2 separate regions of the Cricetulus griseus genome follow, and region 2 is linked to region 1. Evidence: chromatin contacts called from public Hi-C data. All regions are on one chromosome and are shown on one strand. The core of a region is the stretch at or near the end of the contact, and the rest is flanking DNA. Distances in the headings are between cores, read along the strand shown. Region 1 has its middle 24 kb from the start of Churc1. Region 2 holds the start of Sptb (spectrin beta chain, erythrocytic).

Region 1 (2,761 bases), core at 57-2,556:
ACACAGGGCCACTCTGCACGTCCTGCCCGGTATCCAGAGGCCCGGGCCCCCTCTGCTGCCCTGAACTGTCCTCCCAGCCTTGGCGCTGGGCAGCCAGGAGGGAACTAGCCAAGTTCCAGAAGAGGATCCGACACGCCCGGGGGTTGAGAAGCCAGGCAACGAGAGGCACAGGCGCGGGCAGTCGTCAGACTGGTGACAGGCAGAACCCCCCACCCCCTCGCGCGCCCCTTTGCTCACAGGCGAGGGTCCTGGGGGAGGCGGCGGAGAACACACACACCCCAAACCCACTCCCAGCGCCCCGGAGCAACACTCTACTAGTCGGCTTCCCAAAGCTAGCGCCCCACTCGCCCAGCGCCTGCGAAGCCCACGCGGGTTCCCGCGTCCCGGGGTGACGACTGCCGCAGCCGCCAGGGCCTCCCAGGCTCCGCACCCCTCCCGCTCCAAGCTTGGCACCCGGGGCCAGGTCCCCACAGGGCCGGCGCGTCACCCGCCCCCTGGGCCCCGTGCTCCCCGGCGCTGGCTCCGGGGCACCCAGCTCCCTCCCGCCGCGCGGCCCTCGGGGACTCACCTGCGCTGGGGCTGAAGCGGCGGCCACCCCGAGCCCGGGGGCGGCGGCGCAGGGGGAGGAGGGCAGCACGGGGCTCCTGGCACAGTGGCCGCCGGGCGCCTGGTGCTGCGGAGCCGCGGACCCGCCCAGAGATATAAATAACATTATCTGAGGAGGGACATTCCTGCCGGGGGACATCGCTGCTGCCGGGACCAGATAGTCCCGCGGCGGGGGCGGGGAGGCGGGGCCGCAGCCTCCCGCAGCGCCAGGCCCGCCTTCCCCACCCACTCGTGCACCTGCCAATCAGCCTGCGCGCCCGGGGGCACCTGCCCAGCCTCTAGCGCCGCCGCCGCCTGGACCAGGGGCGCCCCAGTCCTCGCTCACCTCCCCTGATCCCACACTCCCCGAGCCCCTAGCCTAGGGAAAAGAGCTCGACTCTGCAGCTCGGGCCTAATTCGTGTGCCCGGAGCTGCAAGCCTGGCGGCGAAAAGGAGTCCTCCCAGCCTTTCCCGCCCTGCGTCCCCGCAGCCTACGATCTGGTTTTGAAAATACACCTAAAGACCCGTTTAGGCCATAGGGTGGGTGAGGAGGGCCCCCGAGCTGTTGCGCCCCTCCTGAGGTCGGAAGGGACAGATTGTTCCCGTGGGCTGGATGCATTAGAAAGCGCGCTCCCGGCCGGCTACAACCCGCTGGTAGTAGGAGCAGACGCTGGGAGAGCAGGGGGTGGGCACTGGGCCGAGGCCCCCGCCCCCAGCCTGCGGGCTCCAGGCCGCGGTTCCAGCTTTCAAGCCTAGTACTGTCCGGGAGAAACCAAGCTATGCAGGTTGGTGGCGCGCAGCCTGCAGTCGCACATTGCAGGGGCCATAATCAACAGGCAAGCGGGCCCACCTGCACCTTCCTGTGAACCCGGGTCTCCGGGTAGGACCCGGCTTTCTAACTGCAAGCTTTGGTGGAGTGGGGTACAGTAGGCCAAAAGCAAGGGTGCCTAGGAAGAACCGTAAGGGATTAGGGAGAGGGAGGGACACAGACGAACATGGGCGGCTTGCAGGGCAGCTGTTTCCTTGACTTCTCAACAATACAAGGTCATTGCTCTGTAAGGCTTGCTGCGCTCCTTTCTGTACCTTTCGTCATTTTTTGCTTTTGTTTTTTTCTCCACACACTATGCCTGGGATGATCTCTCGCGGACCATCAACTCAGGTAATCACAGGTGTAACGGAGACAGAAGTGGCGATTAAAAAGAGCATAGATGCAGAAGGGAGTTTTAACTTTGATGCTCCCAGAAATTCTTAAGAAGAAACAGCCCTACTCTTGGCTTGTTTGCTTGGGTGTATAATTATGTTGTTTTCTGGGATTCATCAGCAAAGGGTGTTCAATTGCCAGATGTTCAAGCTTAGTTTGTGTAGTAAAGGTATGCAAAAGATATCTAACTAACTGCTTCAGTCACACTTTTGGGGAGTAGGTATTTGGACATTAGGAAATCCCAAATAAGATAAAATCCACAGGTATGACAAAGCCACAGGACTTTCCACTCCCTTTTGCCTGAGTCCTTCTTACAAACCGATTTCCCTAATGGCACTAATCTTACCAGGAAGAGGTTAGCAGTGATTTCCCTCCCCCTTCCCCACAGTTGGATAAATTCTAGAATCCTTTGCATGGAGCTGGGGCTGTAGCTCTCCAGGAGAGCCCACTTTTAACACTCCAAAGGCCCTGGGGCTCCCCAGCATCCCAAATAATTTGCTTTGCTTGTTACTGGGTTAGAAACTGTCTTTTTAAGAATCAAATTCTGGCAGAAACAAACAAACAAATGCAGGCCAACTTCAAAAGCTGAGACTTATCACAAGTAAAAATCCTTGATCTATTTTTGAAAGAAAAAAAAAGGAAGTTATATATTTATATTTTAAACATTGTGTGACTAAACTTATTAAATAAATTCATGAATCCCAGAATTGCAGCTTTGCTGCTATATAATTGTATATTACAGGAAACAGATAATTCTTAGCTATAGGTTTGTGGCTCAGAACTGAATGGTTGCACACATATTTTCCTTTGGAGCATTCAAATTTATAATTTTCAACCACAAGAAAAAAATTAATATCAAGAAAGCTCCAAAGCAGCAGGCAGATTACCCCAAGATTTTACAAACCAGCTCGTCTACAGTATCTATCTCCACTTTAGCTGAATGATAAATAATTCAATACAACCTCATTTGCTGCA
Region 2 (2,942 bases), core at 286-2,785, 55 kb before region 1:
ATGGTTACCCTTTCCCTAGACATCACTAGGACCACTGCAGCCAAATATAGCCGTTATGGACAGAGAGGTAAAGCCCCAGAAGGACAAGCCAAGTGTTTCAAGTTGGTTAGGATACTTGAAGAAGTTAAAATTGTTTAAGCAAAAGAAGAAAGGCACTGATATTCCAGAACCCCAAGGAAAACCAAAGGAGGACTCTGTGGCACTAGTGGGGGGGGTGAGAAAATGAGGGGAAAAGTGTTTCCTACAATACACAGGACACAAACAGAGATGGCCTAGTCCTATAATGACAAAGGGACTTGAGGCGCCACTGTCCCCTTTTGTAGTGAGAAACCATTCCACAGGGGCCTAAGTCCCTGCTCATGCCTCCAGGTTTCCCAGGAACCAAGGTATCTGGGACTAGAGTGGAGGAGGAAAGGAGGAAGACACCCCAAGCAGTACCAGAAGGCAGAATTACCCCCAGAATGTGCTATGGGAAGGGCTGAGACTTTCCTGCAAGTAAGATGGCAGCAATCATGGTGTGCTCAGGTCCAATCAGGTAAAAGCCAGCTCCACCCCCATACACACACACCACCACACAGCCCATATAGCCAAAGTTTCTTTATTAAACAAAGATTGAGGGTTGGAATATACTTTCTCTGATCAAGTTCCAGGGAGACAACAGACACAGTTGATTAAAAGGGGAGGGGGGGTGTTTCCTAAAGACTCAGATCTCAGCCAGGAGGGAGTCAAGACATTTCTACCAGAGATGTAAGATATTGCCCCCACACACACACACACACACACACACACACACACACACACACACACACACACACACACACACACGCATAAGGAAGGAAGGAAGGATGAGCCTCATGAGCCTGCTAAATACAAGTCTAATCCCAGTGTAAGGATGAGAGGCTCCGTGCAGCAAACTCCTTCCTAAGGCAGATTGGAAAGGATACTATCTGCTTTTAATTTCCTCTTTTCATTTGGACCACAGACAACGATGCTAATTCCTCTCTCCCTGCATAGTCAGGGCACTAAGTGCACAGGATATCTCCTGAACTTGTGCCTGTGTGGCCCCTCAGGTACTCCTTCACCCAGAGTTTCCTCACACTTCTGACTTTGGTGCCAGATCATTTGGGACAGAGACAGATGGCAGAACCCACCCACCACCAATGCCATCACTTCCCTGCCTCTCAGAGTGCTTAGGAGGAAGTGGGGGATTCTGGGATAAGCACTGAAGTCTGTACTCCTGGGGAAGGGGTGCTCTCTAAATTTTGGCAAAGGCGTTTCAGTTACTGCCATACCAGGACTCACAGAGGCTCCACCATAGCAAGAAGCGGCATGGACCTGATGAGGGTTGTGAATGCGACCTTCTGACCCCCATTGCCCCAAGCAGTACCTGCCAAGGCCTTGATCCGGGACCTCTCAAAGAGCCTGGCTGAGCTGTTGTCATTGTCTAGCTCATCATCCGGGACATCCCAGCGGGCATTGATCCGGCTGTATGGAGGCTGGTTGCCCACGTTTTCAAACTCTGTGGCCGATGTCATGTCAGCAGGCTCTTCTTAGCAGCTGTGCCTGTCTCAGTCTTCATGGAAGGGTCCCTAGGGGACAGCAACACAGTCAGAGGGTTAGTTTCCAAGCCCCTTGCTGGGTTTCTCAGTGGAAACTTATTAGGGGAATCCAACAGAGGTGGATCCTACAGGAGCCATGCACTGTGCTGCCTGTCAGAGCATATTTCTTCCCCCGGGGTCTCAGGGTCCTGTGTTACAGGATTTTGCCGCAGGAATAACGGCGGCGGCAGTGAGAGTGACTGAGAGCTGCATGCGGCAGGGTCAGGATGGCCAGCAGGTGGAGATGTAAGTCCCAGCCAGCCACTTTCCTTCAAACCTGCTGCCAGGGCTGTGGAGAGCAGCTTGAGAGACAGCTCTCCTGGGAGCCAGAGGCTGGGGGCTGTGAGGTGGCCAAATGAGGAAGAGAACCCCTACTCCTGGTGGTGGAGAGAAGGACAGGCAGAGAAGAGGAGAAGTTGAAAGACGACTGAGTATGGCTTACACGGAGGGGTGGGGGGAACGACAGGCATTGAGAATATCAAGCCGCCACTGAGACTCCAGCCCTAACAACTGGAAAGCCAAGCTCCCCATGAAAGTGTGAGCAGTTGCTAGAATAAGGTCTCCTGTTGAATCCCTAACCAGACCAAGCAGCCCAGAGGAACCTGTTGTCCCATCCAGGCTGGCAACACCAGGCGCTGTATGCAGTGGCAGAGGGAGAACTGGGTATGTTAGAGACTGAGTGCCGAGGAAAAGGAGAGATCAGTGTGATTGGTAAAGAGTTTCCAAGGAAGTTTGGAGGCACTCATGGAAGAACAGGTGGAAAGGGACAAGAGCCCAAGCAAAAGAGAAAAAGCACGGGGGCAGTATCAAAATTAAGAAGCAACCAGCAAGAATGGGGAAGCTGAGGAGTAACTGGAGGACAGAAGAGGTAGAGGAGAAAAGTAAGAGGCTGTAGAGGCCACCTTGGTTACCAACGTCCTTGGCCTTTGGAAAATGATTATCTTCCCTTGTCCACGACATCCAGGCATCTCCCTGGGAACTCAGGGAATTCCAAGTTCAGGTCTGTATTTCAGAATGGGGGCCCAGAGCCTTCAAATTCAAGAGAGTAACAGTGGGTAGAGTGGCTTTGGGGGCAAGGGAAGCAGTCAGATGACAGATGTCAATAGCTATTGGACTATCCATCCCATTCTCACACACCCCAGCACATGGGCTCACACCTGGATGCGCTCCCCAGGAGGCACACACAGGCAGGAAACAACGCTCGGCATGATTCAGTGCTTTGGGACTTACTTTTCAGACTCAGTCTCCCAGACTGGTAAATCAATCCCACCACATCCCTTTGAAGTAAGACAGGAGCCAGAATTAGCCACCCTAGCAGCACAAGGAGGAAAGACAGGATGAGGC

What was found. Hi-C and Micro-C count contacts between places; a contact is called where the count stands out from the background.
Region 2: a Hi-C map of liver shows a contact between it and region 1, with 5 times the contacts expected there. The contact joins the promoter of Sptb here to the enhancer-like site in region 1. A contact is called at or near these places in 2 of 8 Hi-C or Micro-C datasets (fibroblasts and liver).

Annotation. Positions count from the first base shown.
Region 1 is chr5:126,778,711-126,781,471 of CriGri-PICRH-1.0, reverse strand. No RefSeq gene overlaps it. Among named protein-coding and RNA genes, the nearest start is that of Churc1, 24 kb to the right of the region's middle. Within about 2 kb of position 1,306, at least 2 of the 6 cell types and tissues checked have open chromatin away from gene starts, as enhancers often do.
Region 2 is chr5:126,834,002-126,836,943 of CriGri-PICRH-1.0, reverse strand. It overlaps Sptb (spectrin beta chain, erythrocytic), which reads right to left and starts at 1,535. Exons shown (of 35, transcript XM_035445724.1): 1 at 1,388-1,535. The coding sequence starts at 1,535.